Linked DNA regions of Anas platyrhynchos: region 1 is linked to region 2. The links are chromatin contacts, called in public Hi-C maps. All regions are on one chromosome and are shown on one strand. The core of a region is the stretch at or near the end of the contact, and the rest is flanking DNA. Distances in the headings are between cores, read along the strand shown. Region 1 has its middle 23 kb from the start of NFIB. Region 2 has its middle 52 kb from the start of MPDZ.

What was found. Hi-C and Micro-C count contacts between places; a contact is called where the count stands out from the background.
Region 1: a contact with region 2 is called in a Hi-C map of subcutaneous adipose tissue, with 3 times the contacts expected there. The contact joins two enhancer-like sites. A contact is called at or near these places in 3 of 8 Hi-C or Micro-C datasets (liver, skeletal muscle and subcutaneous adipose tissue).

What each region holds. Positions count from the first base shown.
Region 1 is chrZ:34,520,634-34,527,764 of IASCAAS_PekinDuck_T2T, forward strand. No RefSeq gene overlaps it. Among named protein-coding and RNA genes, the nearest start is that of NFIB, 23 kb to the left of the region's middle. Within about 2 kb of position 1,263, at least 1 of the 8 cell types and tissues checked has an H3K27ac peak or open chromatin away from gene starts, as enhancers often do. A contact at or near this core is called in subcutaneous adipose tissue, where this site is marked.
Region 2 is chrZ:34,069,835-34,076,727 of IASCAAS_PekinDuck_T2T, forward strand. No RefSeq gene overlaps it. Among named protein-coding and RNA genes, the nearest start is that of MPDZ, 52 kb to the left of the region's middle. Within about 2 kb of position 4,372, at least 1 of the 8 cell types and tissues checked has an H3K27ac peak or open chromatin away from gene starts, as enhancers often do. A contact at or near this core is called in subcutaneous adipose tissue, where this site is marked.

The DNA.
Region 1 (7,131 bases), core at 13-2,512, 450 kb after region 2:
ATTTTAACTGCAGTAATATATTCATATGGTTACATCGAACACACTCAAATATTAGAGTCCCTAATTCCTATATATTTATAGTGCATCCCAGTTGCTCTTTCCTGACCCTTAAAGAATGGGAATAGAATCACTCAGATATGTAAGGGAAAACCTGCAAAACTGTGGTGCAAGAGTGGCATTGTTCGTCAGGTTAGGAGCACTCTCTTTGTACCTATCATTTGTACCATTATTTATCTCTTTATTGTAACACCCAGGCGGACTGGTTTATTTAAAACAAGCAATCTCTTTTGTTATATTCAAGCAGACAACACCACGCACACGCGTGGCGAGTCTCCGCGTCCCCCGGCAGCGTGCAGCCAGCTGGTGTCCTACAGGCTTTCCACGACCCCTTCCTCGGTCGCCAGCTCCGCTTGAATAATAATAATAAATAAATAAAAAAAAAAAAAAGTACTGGCACGAACCGCAGGCTGCAAACTCAAGGCAGCGCGGCTCGAGGAGAGCAGCAATAAAGCGGGCAGCGAGCAGTGGAGCGCTCCGCGGAATCGCGTTCCTAGCCTCGCAGGGTAATGAACTAAGTTCCCGCTTTGTAGCGGGAAGTCCAAGAACACGATGCAAGAAATACTTTGTGGGTGACGGGCCAGGGGCTTGCGGCGCCCCGGGAGCCGCCCCCCGCCCCCCGACCCCCCGACTCCCGACCCCCACAGCCTGTCCGCAGCCCCGCAGTGGCGGCTCGGAGCGTGTCCGCAGCCCTCCCGGCGGCCGCCCACCACCCCGGCGCTCCGCGGATGATCCCCCCGTGACCCCCCGGCCCCCCGGGCCGCTGCACCTGTCCCCGCCCGCGGGGTCCCGCAGGTCGGGGACAGACCGAGGGATGCGGGTGGGCGCCGAACAGGCAACGAACAGGCAACGGCGCAGCCTCCCCCTTCCCCTGTTGACCGTTTCGTGGCTTTTACTCGTTTACTCTTAGATTCAGCCGGATTTTAAGAACTCGTCGAGGGATCCGGTGGAGCGGTTACGAGCGAGACAGGCGGCGCGGGGCGATTGCCCGGGGGGCTGCACAGGGGACACCCCAAATCCCCGCAGCCGCACCGCAAAGCCGCGCCGCCTCGGTCGCGGCGGTTTTTGGCAGGTTTCGTCCCTTTGGGAGGAGAAACCTCATTCAGTCAGAGCCCCGAGGTGCCACTGCCTTGCGGCCGGGACCACCACCGGCCCCGCACCTGCCTGCCAGCCCCGCACCGCACCCCGCGCACCGCACCCCGCGCACCGCAGCGCGGCCCCCGCGCGCCCCCTGGCGCCTCTGGCACCGAAGTGGGGCCGCGGGTCGGTCCCAGCCCTGCCGCCAGCATCCGTCCCCGGGTGCTGCCCCTCACACGCCAGCCTGACCGACCTCGGCCCAGCAGAGCAGCGACCAAGTTTGTCTGTCCTGCTCGAAGAGACTCCGGTCTTGTGGCACTTAAACTCGACTTTCCCATCGCCTCAGTACTGCACAATACCGATTGCAGGCACGAATCTGTATTAAGGGTACATAATCCACACCAGGTCTTGGTTTATCAAGGTGTGTTGAGTGTTTAGAACTGTTTACTGGTACCACTGCATGTTTGTTCTTTATTAAAGAAGCTTGGAAAAAAAAGGGAAGGAAGGGAAGGGAAGGGAAGGGAAGGGAAGGGAAGGGAAGGGAAGGGAAGGGAAGGGAAGGGAAGGGAAGGGAAGGGAAGGGAAGGGAAGGGAAGGGAAGGGAAGGGAAGGGAAGGGAAGGGAAGGGAAGGGAAGGGAAGGGAAGGGAAGGGAAGGGAAGGGAAGGGAAAAAGAAAAAGAAAAAACACTATGTGGCATCATCCTGGCAGGTTTACCAGCAAGCTTGATTTCTGCAGAGATGCTTAAGCTCAGCTTTTCTGCAGCGCTGTCAATTTCTTTGCTCCATGTACTCCCCAAAAACACGCCATTATGAAGAGATATCATGTGCTACACACCGTTTACATTTTTCCCACTAAACTTCTTCACAAGCTCAATCTAACATCAGCTAGCTGTTCAAAGGGCATCATAGTTACCATCTACCTCAGCCATGCAACCTCAGATGGCAGCCAGGTTGCCATTGTCATCCCATTTTGTGAAAGAGAGGAGCTAGCACTGGGATGCTGTCACTGCCACAAGGCACAGGGTGTGGAATTTCTCATCGCCACATCTCTTTAGGCAGAGGAGGTTTGTAGAGCTGTGCAACCAGCAAAAGGGAGCATATTAGTTCCTATTGTAGTCATGAAATGAGATGCAGTTCTCCAGTTTCTATAGAACAACAGAAATTCAGCCTGAAGTTTTGACAGTCCTTTCAAAGTCTTAGACATATCTGTGAGCAAAATAAAGATACATCCTCAAGAACAAGATAAAATAAGACCTAACAAGGAAAAGTGAAGCACCTATATTTATGGTCTTGAAAAGAAGGTCGAGGAGAGCTGTGGTAGACTTCAAGCATAGCTTTAATGGTGATGGTAGAGGAGAGGGAGATGGCATTTTTTTACTTGCCATTTGAAGGTGTCCATCCCTAACATTTCCAGATGGAGAAGCTGTCTGAAAATTTGCCCGGCACCTCTGGGAGCAGAAGCACATATGGCATGGTTAGAAGTGGCAGGTGGGACAAAGGTGGCTCTTAGCATGCCTGCTGTTTTAGGAGCCACATTAGGTTTTGGTGTAATTTATCAGAGCTGGAGGCCACCAAAAATTACAGTAGTTCTCCTAGTGCTACTTACGGTCACAGTGTGCCTTACATTTCCTATGTTCATATCCTTCCTTTGGTGACCCATGCATGAATAACAATGCATCAGTTTAGCGGTGATTGTTGAATAGTTAGGAAGCAATATCAAATGTGAACCAAAATCTTTCCCAGAGGCTCCAGCAAGCTCAGCTGCTGTGTAGGCTGTCACCTCATCACAAGGACAAATTACTCAGATCTCAGGTCTGTAGCAGCAGGGAGCACTGTGGGAGGAGAAAGGTTTTGAAAGGGTTACTCAAGACTTAGTCCTATGCACCAGGCTCCACCCAGTCTGGTAACGGGGGATGTTCAGCACATATTTCTGGGCTTAACTCACAGTATCTTAACATTACCCCTGGGATGAAATATACCCTCTTTTATGAGCTCAGGAGTGGTAAAATAAGAACTTTGGTGAAGTATGCAGAGGTCATCCTAATTCATGAAAATGAAACAGGTTCCCTCCAAGCATGATTTACTGTGTTTTGTTACTGTATTTTTTGGTCTGCTATTATTTTCTAATACTTAATCTTTTATGGGGCTTTTATGATTTTGTTAAGCTGGGAGTTCATTTATAGGGAACGTTCTCTTACTCCCTTCCCTAGTCAAGGCCTGAATATGAAAAGTCAAGTTTCATTTTTATTTCTTGCATTGCGGTTCACCTCTCAAAGAGCTTTAAGAACCTCCCCTACCGTGGTAGTGCAGGAATCAGAGGGAAGGAAAACAGCAACACAGCTCGCTTTTATGCTCAGGGGAATCTTGCAAAGCGTATTTAGAGAAAATCACATGACACCGCTGAATGGCATTCTGACACTATATGCCCACCTGTTTTGGGACTTCTGTAAATTATTTCTTTAGATCCTCTTCACACAGACAACCAATCACACTGACTTTTGTGTAAAAAGTCAGACATCCTGTAGTCTCCAGGATTACTTATCCTGAAGATGAGGGAGAGGGTGGGGAGCGGGGTGGACACCACTGTTATCAAACAAATCCCTGTATCGTTTCTGAAAATGCAGCCAGAATTAGCAGGTAACTGGTACTTTATTTCAGAAGAAAGCTCTGCCAAACAGCTGATACTGAGCAGAAGAGGATCGTTCAAACATCTGTCTTTGTAACAGAGCTTGAAGCTTCAGAGATCATTCCCCATAACTGTAGTTAAAACAAAAAAAGTGAATGGGCCGATTTTAGGGCAAATATTTAAAAAAAAAAAAAATTTAATTCTTTGACTGCACTTTTTTTTTTTTTTTTTTTTTCAGTGCAAAACAAAGTATATAGTTCCAGGGATTTCATTGTCATTTCATCTCATCTGTTTAGTCCGTAAGAATCAAGAGTGCTACTCTTCAGTATAAAGGTATAAAAGTTGGTGTGTTGCCCTTCTTTTCATTAAGGGAAGGAAGTGAACACTAAAAATAAGCTAAGGATATATTCGTGGCAGTTTGCTGTCATTTCATGCAGAATCGCAACTCCAGAAGTTTATGTAAAATGGAAAGTAGAGTCCAGTAGGAGTGATTTTCTGAGTCCTGCTAGCTGCCAAGTGGAATCACAATGTACACTTAGCTAGGAATCTGCAAGATTTCACACCTAATTCTGCTGGACTTAAATTTTAATTTGCCATCAGAACAAAACCTCTAATTGAGAACAGAAATGCTTATTGCATCTTTTATATGAATCTGACTCACACATTGACAAAAGTCTAAGGAAAGATTTTTCCCTTGCATACATATGATGATTCCTCTTGGATGTTCTGTACCTATGAATTCTTCATGATTTACTAATAAGAAACAGAGAACGAGAGGAAATTATCTTCATCTGTTTCTCTCACCCATAAAGCCCAAAATAGACAAAGTGTTAGAGCAATTGCATACCCTTGCACCTTCTTCAGCTAACTAATTCCTCTTTCACTGTCCTCAACTAGCAAGCCCTTAAAACATAAAACAATAATAATAATTAAAAAAGAAGAAGAAGAAGAAGAAGAAGAAGAAGAAGAAGAAGAAGAAGAAGAAGAAGAAGAAGAAGAAGAAGAAGAAGAAGAAGAAGAAGAAGAAGAAGAAGAAGAAGAAGAAGAAGAAGAAGAAGAAGAAGAAGAAGAAGAGGAAGAAGAAGAAGAAGAGTACATGTGGAGAGGAACTTTTTAACTCAGGTATCAGTAAAAGGTTTGTAGTAAATACCAGGGAAATACATAGAAAAACAGTACAATTAGGAGTTACAAAAGTAAAGGAAAAAAGGAGGAAAGGAGTGCCTACTGAGGCTTCTCTCTTCAGATTCTCATGATCAAAGCCCACTACTGCCATTAGACAATCAATCTGTAGTTGCATACATAAAACCTTGGCAGCATATAGTCTCCACTGCTTTCAACAGAGGCTTTAGACATCTGAAACTGGGCACTCTCCCAAAATTTAGATCCAGTTGCACTATACATTCCAGAAAAGACAGCATCAAATCAGAGGCCCTTTTTTACCCATTTTATTTTCAGCCTGCAATATATGAAAAGTTATGCTCCAAACCCCTGAATTAACCTCTTAGTTTGGCTATATTTGTGTCCTCAAGCTTCATCAAATGGCCCATACTGCTGGTAGATAATTACTGCCTAAATTCATTGTTTTTTAGGAGAGATTACTGAAAATGTGTGTGTGTACTTCCTGACTAATTCCTTCCAAGACTGTTCAATCACCTACAGTCTTCTATATTTTGTAAACAGAAATCTACAATGACATATTTTGTAAGCGTAATATGATGTGTTTTATAAGATGGGTGACCCTGAATCCCCTGATTTGTCTTGCTTTTCACCTTTTAAACCTCCATGTCTTTTGTGCTGGGACATTTTCCTTCTCTTTATTCAAAACCAGCCCTAGCAGTCAGCTGAAGTTTTAGCAGCCTCCCATTCTCACTCATTCCGCAGCCAGAGGTTTTTCAAGCAGCTGCACTAGACTTCCTTGCAGGTAGATGAATTCAAAGGAATTCTGCAGTCACAATCAAAGCACAGAGGACAGCCTCAGTTACTTAATCCTAATCTATTTATCTCTATCTCTAGATGCTTCTTTCTTCCTCTGATTAAACACCTCTTTAGAGATAACTTAACCTCAGTGTATTTGAAGAATACAGAGGCTGCCCTACATTTACTAGATTTTACAACTCCAGAATACTTCATTTCTTAGTACTCTATACATCTTCCATTCCACTATCAGAAAAAAAGTGCAGTAGCTATAGATACACCAGATATTTGCTGAACTCTTTCATATCCACGTAAATGCCCTGTGGAATGTGCAGCCTCCAGTGAAGTTCTACAGGAGCTATTATTCCATGAGAAAAAGTCAAAGACCAAATGCCACTTAACAGGATACACATAGAAGTGTGGTGAGATCCAGAGCATGCCCGTGAAATCATCTGTGTATTTATGATAAGAGGCTCACTCCCTGTTGGATAACCTCAGGATTGCTTTTGTTAAACCCTTGGCAGATTAAAAGTCATCTTGCGTTCCAGTGTCTGGGCCTTCTTCCTTTCTCTTTTCTTCAGTCTTCCCTGTACAAGGGCCTCTTCTCTTCACTCACTTCCCACTCTCCCTCTCTGATGACATTCTTCCTGTACTTGTCTGCTCAACATGACCCAGGCTGTGCTTCTAAAAGATGGGAATAATGCCCTAGTCTCTGTAAATTGGTGCTGTACTATGCATGGGATACACCCTGGTCAGAGGGGTTCATAAAGCCCCATATGCCAAAATATATACTGATCTGCTTTTTACTTTCACTGTAATTTAAGCAGAAGAACTTAGTGAATGTTACTGGAGTGTAAACTGAAGCCCGAGTTTTCAAGGCAGATCCAAAGAAATTGAATCACACATGCACAGAGCTGTATATGTTATCTAAAGGTCTGTATTTAGTATTTAAAATCATTAGAATTTGTAGAAAATACTGTGCTTGGGCAGATCTAAGAGGCAGATGTAAGAAATGCAGCATATTTACTTCAAGCAGTGCTACCTTTTCTGATTAAACACACATATAGTCTTTCTTCGACTAGCACATCTACAGTGCTTCCAACAGCTGGCATTCCTTTCCAAAATTTTTGTCCTCTTCTGCCAAGGCAAGACAATAGACAAGTATCTTCAATATATATCCAAAGAAAAAGAATACAGCCCAGGATGTAGATACTCATCTTGGGTGAGTGGAGACCAAATGCTTATTCTTTGAGCATGCACCTGAGGCATGCAGACATCTATCACAAGACAGTGTCTAAAGTGAGATGAAATCCCAGTTTTCACTGTGATCTGACTAACCAAAAGCAGTTGCAACATTTAATGTCACATAGTATGTTCCTGTTTCCATCAAGTCAACAGCAGAATTTTCACTAACTTCAGCATTAAATGAGAATATCCACTATCAGAGGAATCAGCT
Region 2 (6,893 bases), core at 3,122-5,621:
AGAAGAAAAAGAAAAAGAAAAAGAAAAAGAAAAAGAAAAAGAAAAAGAAAAAGAAAAAGAAAAAGAAAAAGAAAAAGAAAAAGAAAAAGAAAAAGAAAAAGAAAAAGAAGAAAAAGAAAAAGGGAATGTGTTGATGTATTGTCATGAAGTTACATGAGGTGGGTGATTTTATGATAGTGGGTGCAAAAAAGGCCAAAGTACCCTATATTCTCCCAGGCAGGACTCACGGAGATGTGCTATCAGCAGTGAATGAGTATCAGCTCGTAAGATCTCTTGAGAAATCTTAACCCTGTGAGTTGCTGAGGTCTGACAGGGATGTATCTGAAGATGGTGAGAGATGGCTGACATCATGGCAGGGCTGCTATCACCTTTGAAAATTTGGGGGAAATTCTCATACTAGAGAAAGTAAAATGTGGCAGTCGTCTTTGAAAAGAGCAAGAAGGAAGAGCCGTAGAACTAAGTACAAATCTATCTCCTTCTGTTTTCTGAGAAAAAGTCATGGTGTTCATTCTCCTGGGAGCTGTTTTTGGCCACATGAAGGATAAGAAAATAATTTGGAATAAGAGAATAATTTGGAATAGACAGCATGGATATATATCATAGATATCACATCATGGATAAATCATACTTGACATTGATTGCCTTTTATGATGGAATGAGATATACATGGATGATATACAATATACATGGATGTGCATTGTGGACTGTGGATGAGTTAGGACCATTTGATTTTGACTACCTTTATTTTAGCATGTTTCATTTCAGGGTTTAAACACAGCTTACCACTGCATTCTTACATCCATATTGGGATGTTATTGTCTGGATAGGTGCACTACTAGATGGATCAAAATTTGCCTGGATGGTCAGATACCATGAGTAGTAGCTAGTGGGAAACACTCCACGTGGTGGCTGATATCAAGTAAGGTAACATAGAGGTCCATCCTTGAATCCATCCTATTTAACATCCCTAACAATTATGTGGAGAAGGAAGCTGATAGACCCTCATCAAATTTGCAGAAATCTCCCAATTGATGGGTGCTCAAACCTTCATTCAGAGGCACCTAGACAGGTTGCAGGAATCAGCCAACAGGGACCTTATGAAACAAAAAAATATGAATGCTAGACCATGTTGCTAGGATGGGCTAACCTTCTCCAACATTACAGACAGGGAACTGGCAGGCTGAGGAGAGACTCTGCTGAAAAAGTTCTGGCATACCATATGCTAAGCATGAACAAGCAGCATGTAGTCCCAGAGATTAATGGTATATTGAACAAGATCCCAGACAGTAAGCTATGAGAAGTAGCTAACCCCCTTCACTCAGTGTGCATTGGACCACATCTAGAAAAGTGACACGTTGTTGGGCTCCCAATAAAAGAAAGATTTAAATAGAGTGACATCAGAGGCAGTATCCAAGACAGTAGGACTTCCAGCAAAACAGAGCCTTTGGCCTTCAAGGACAAGCTACAGGACTGGGGATCATTTGCCACAAGGGAAGGCTTTAGGGACACCTAAAAGCCCCCCCTTGCACCAATGGGAGGGGACTGAGGAGATGGGGCTTGGACGTTTTCTAAGGCGTGTAGCAGGGGATGTCACCATGGTCAAAAACTGAAGTAGGGGAGGTTCGAATTGGATATAAGGAAACAAAATTTTACTGTAAGGTTAACTAAGCAGCAGAAGAGATCTCCCAGGAAGGTTGTGCTATCTCCTTCATTGGAGGTTTTCAAGACACAGTTGGAGAATCCTAAGCAACTTGATCTGAATTCAGTGTTGACCCTGCTCAGGGCAGGAGGTTTGACTGTAGGCACTCAAGCTGAACTGATGTGGGAGTTTATAGAAACTTAAGGTTAGGGTGAAGTCTGGGTACTACTGGTTTCTGAAGTACAAATGAAACAAAAATCTGGTTGCACTGGAGAAAATCTCTGCATCCAGCACTCCCAGACTTCTCATCTTGGTCTCCTTAACTTTCACTGTCACAACTTCCTAGGGCTTTTTTTTTTTTTTAGTTTGCTTATTGTATTTGTCCAAAGGATATCCAAAGTTTCACAGAAGTCAGCTGGTATCATAGACACGAAATAGCAAGTAGCTGTGCAAGGATGCTGAGCTGTGTTGAACTGTTCACATTTAGCATAATGGCATGCTTGAATTTTGACACTGTGTGAGACTCAAGGTGTCTTTAAACAACCAAAAATCTAATACTCTTAATCCTTCAATTCTAGTACAGAAATTAGTTCTATGTAATAGACAGGAACTGCCACAAAATGGAGTAAAAGAGTTGTTCATTTAGGCCAATTTCTTCTTGAAAGCAGGGAGTAATATATACTTTAGAGGAAGATACAAAAAGGCTAGCCTAGGAGGTACTTCCATTTGCTACAAATCGAGCTCCCACTAAAATAATGGGATTTGTACATATAACCTTCCATTCTTGCCTTACTTCAGTGACAAATTTTAAGTTATAGGAATTACGGTCTACTTTGTTATAGGTTGTTATATTTAAATAATTTCAGGTTAGCTTTTAAAACTGGATCCATAAAATTAAGAAGCTGAATTCACACTTCTAAATAAATAAGGCTTTTCAAATGAAATTTGAACCTACAAACTGGTCTTTCGAGCTTCAATAGAACATACCTGACTCCACCTCTTCTGAAGACACATCCACAGCTAACCTGCTAACCTAATCCACCAACACCTAACCTGAAGCAGACCGTTGATCTTTCTTACCAGTTGATCTTTCTTTTAGTTCTCTTTGTTGTCTGCCCTCTTTTTTTTCCTTGCTTTTACAGAGTGGTTGTTAAGCAAACTAAGCTGAGCTGCAGCAAATTTCTTTGTTCATTTACAATATTTTATTTGCAAGTTCATTCTGATAAAGCAACTACTTCATAGCCTTCAGCTCCTTAGTCCTTCACAGTTTTGCAATTGCCTCCTTCATTTCCCCCGTTCCCCCTCTCCCTGTAAAACTCTTCCAGCATAAGTGAGGGGGACTGCAAAGCAGTCTTAGGTTGAGGTGAGAAAGGACAGGCTTTGCACTAAGAGTCTTCCTATTTTCTATCAGTTTGATGCACCCTTTTAGAATTCATTTTTAAAGTTTAAAAAAAAAAAAAAAAAAAAAAAAAAAAGCAAAGAAAACAAATGAAAGAAAAAGCTTTCATTTCATTGTGCATTTAAGCAAAATCTTTAAAATCCTTTGCATTATTTTATCACATCAGACTTGTCAAGTCACACTCATTTGAATGAGTGAGATTTGAAAACTTCTGAGTGTTATATTACATTTTCCATTGATATATGCTGTGAATCTTTACGGCTGCATGAAAATGAAGCCAAAAGTAAGAGGAGACAGCTCACTTCAAATGAGTGAGACTGGATAGGTCTGTCATATGTTATTTCAGGTGCTCATAGGATAGCAATTCTAAGCAGAGATGGGTGATGCAGTTGACAGGTTTGCATGGGTTTAGATAAAGAGGAAGAACTTAATCATAGAGACAGAAACAAAAGGGTATGATTCTCCTTCTGGAGTCATACACTTAGAAGACTAATTTGTGCCTCATCACATACTCAAAATGGGCATAAATGTCACAGCTGAGAGCCCTTCTGGAGGCACTCTTGCTGAGCTCCAGTAATGACACTGCACTCTTCACAGGAGAAGGCGGGCATCATTCACTCCGCAGGTTATCATTTTTGGCTAGAAGAGGAAATGGTGACCCCACAGCCACCCTCTTCCCTGTGCCATGTGTACTGCCATGGATGGTCCTTACAAGAAGGTGTGTGTGTGGCAAAGAGAATTCGTGAGTCTTGTTTGCACATTTGTTCAAAAGCCAGCCACAGACTGACCCTGTTCCTAATTTTTAAAAATACTTACCTTCTCTTTGTGCATGCAAGTTGTCTTTAATTCCTGTCTTAGTGTTTTAAAGTCACCAGACAGACTTCTAAAGTTTATCAAACTTTTAGAAAGGGATTGTTATTGTTGTTGTTGTTGTTGTTGTTGTTGTTGTTATTATTATTATTATTATTATTATTATTATTATTATTATTATTATTATTATTATTATTATTATTATTATTATTATTTATTTGCTGCAGCTGAGGAGAGAAATACTAGTGAAAGATGCCTTTTGGATTTGCACTGTGTACTTCCTGGTATGTGCCTGCAAGTTGATTTGTTTGGTAGAGGGAGCAAGACACCAAAGAGCTCATTGTCATGCACGTGCGGTGTTCATCACTGAAAGAAAAAGAAAAGATACATATGATCCTGCCAAAGGGAAGTGTTTGCACTTAATGAATCGAGAAACTGCAAGCGTCCACGGCTGATCCCACAGTGTAGCCTAAATCACGTCCGTCTTTCGGGCCCTGAGGATTTATCCAGGGCTCTCCAAGACAAAGCCGTTGCTTTTCTCCTCAGCGGTCAGCAGAGGGAGATGTTAGCATGCCTTTTGCTGCCGACTTCGACGGCTGTTCGCCACTTTATTAATTCAATGTTAGAAATCAAACCGCTGTTTAAAATGTACTGGTATTAATCCGCAAGGGTAGGCATGTAACGAGGAGAATTTCCATTAAACTTTCTACACAACCACAGATTTTCAGTACTTTAGTGGGATGTTTTTGGAAAGAAGAGATGCTGGCTCTTACAGTGAAATCTCAGAAAAGAGTTCATGCACCGAGGCATTTGTTCAAAATTTCTGACAGTGAAATAAATCAAACATGACGATTTTTAGGAAGACAGAATTGGACCTAGTTTTTGTTGGGTCAGAAATGTGGAAGACGCACTTTAACTATTTTAAAGAAAGAGAGGCATGAGATAAGCATTTTTGAGTGATATTAACATAAATTGGATAAACATACAGGCAAACTTTGATGCCATGCTTGTGGTGAGATCAAACATACTTGACTGGATTCATCTTGGAAAGTAATAATAAGATTGTTCCTCATTTCAGCTGACCTAAGGTGCCAGAGAAGGCATATCAATTTTATTACACCTGAGAATCTCCTCTAAGTGTTCAGATTTAATTAGGAGAGAAAGAACACGTAGTATTTTTGGTTTTCACTTCTGGAAGAATATCTGCTAGCTTGAGATGCTGGAGCTAGAACAGATGCTAGCACCTTGTACTCCATGAGTCAAGAAAATGTTGGATTTGTTTCCAGACCTCAAGACCGTGTTCTGAAAAAAGGTTTCCACTGGAGTGCCTCCACCAATTCAACATTGAAGGTGAGCATGGTCAGCACTCTGACTGCCCCTCTGTCCCTCCATGCGGGGCAGGTTTTGATGTGCAGGAGGCAAAAGAAATACATTGTGCTGATGTCTTCCCTTTACCTGTTGCTCTGCAGATCAGCTTACTACTCTGTTAGGTAGAACATGGAAATCAAGTAGGAAGAAAGAAAAGAAAGAAAACAAGGAAAAGAAAGAAGGAAAAGAAAGAAAGAAGGAAAAGAAGGAAAAGAAGGAAAAGAAGGAAAGAAGGAAAGAAGGAAAGAAAGAAGGAAAGAAGGAAAGAAAGAAGGAAAGAAAGAGAGAAAGAAAGAAAGAGAAAGAAAGAAAGAAAGAGAGAGAAAGAGAGAAAGAGAGAAAGAGAGAAAGAGAGGAAGGAAGGAAGGAAGGAAGGAAGGAAGGAAGGAAGGAAGGAAGGAAGGAAGGAAGGAAGGAAGGAAGGAAGGAAGGAAGGAAGGAAGGAAGGAAGGAAGGAAGGAAGGAAGGAAGGAAGGAAGGAAGGAAGGAAGGAAGGAAGGAAGGAAGGAAGGAAGGAAGGAAGGAAGGAAGGAAATCTGACAAATTTGCTTGAAGTTTTTTGTTCCCAAAGCTTAAAACTGCTTTAGCAGGATCATTACTTTAATTTTGTTTTGTTTTGATCTTACCACTTTTAGGTTCTTGGATTTCCTCTGTGTGTAAAAGAGCTAAAAATACAGGGTATTTCTTCCCACTTTAAAGTTATTCAGAAGTAAAGGATAGGCATTGCCTGATGATGCTCACAGTTACCTATTCACACAATAGCAAGGGAAAAGTGGTTTAACACCCAGCTCCTCAATGTGATAGCACTTGGAGCCACGGAAGTTACATCCATGACTTGTGTTCCACTATTGACATGTGGACAGAAAACTGGCTTCAGTCACATTATCTCTGATACTCCTCTCCTAGCAGCTGGGTGACACAGAACAGCTGCATAAGCCCAGATTTCATTGGCAGATGATTCCTATGCCATGTCCAAGGTAGTAGCTATTGCTGTCAGTTGAAGGTTTGTCAACTGGTGCTGCAGATATCAGTCTAGCCCAAGTGCAAGCACAGCTGGAATGACTGTCAGCTCCCCACCTCACACCCCCCACTCTTACCCTCTCCCCTTCTATTTCAAACTGGTTGTTGTTTCTGGAAAATGGTGGTTCTGTGAATTCTTCAGAGACAAGGCATGCATTTTTCACATGGCCGGTGTTTCAGTGATAAGTACAGCAGGTCTAATTGTTTTTCCACTTTGTCAACAAAAAATGCAGCAGTTCATCCAAAATCTGAAGCATTCCTCCAAACTCACTGTGATGCAAACAAGAGCTGGGGTAGGGCCCCAAGTCCCTCCTCAGACAGAAAGCTCAGTGTGGCTGAGGGTCTGGTGGTACTCTGACACGCTGCAAGGATATGTGGCAGTCTGCTTCACACCATGTGCAGGCAACAGCATGAAGTGACACTAATGATAATGTCTAAAAGAAGCACAAGGGCACAAGTTTCTTTTATTTATTTATTATTATTATTATTATTATTATTATTATTATTATTATTATTATTATTATTATTATTATTATTATTATTTTAAAGGTACCTAAAAAATAAAAATACAAAAAAGTAGCTACAGTTGTAAAGAGTAAATTCTCTGCATCTCCTGGACCATGTTTTTAACTGGAAAATTTGTAATCAGAGAACTTT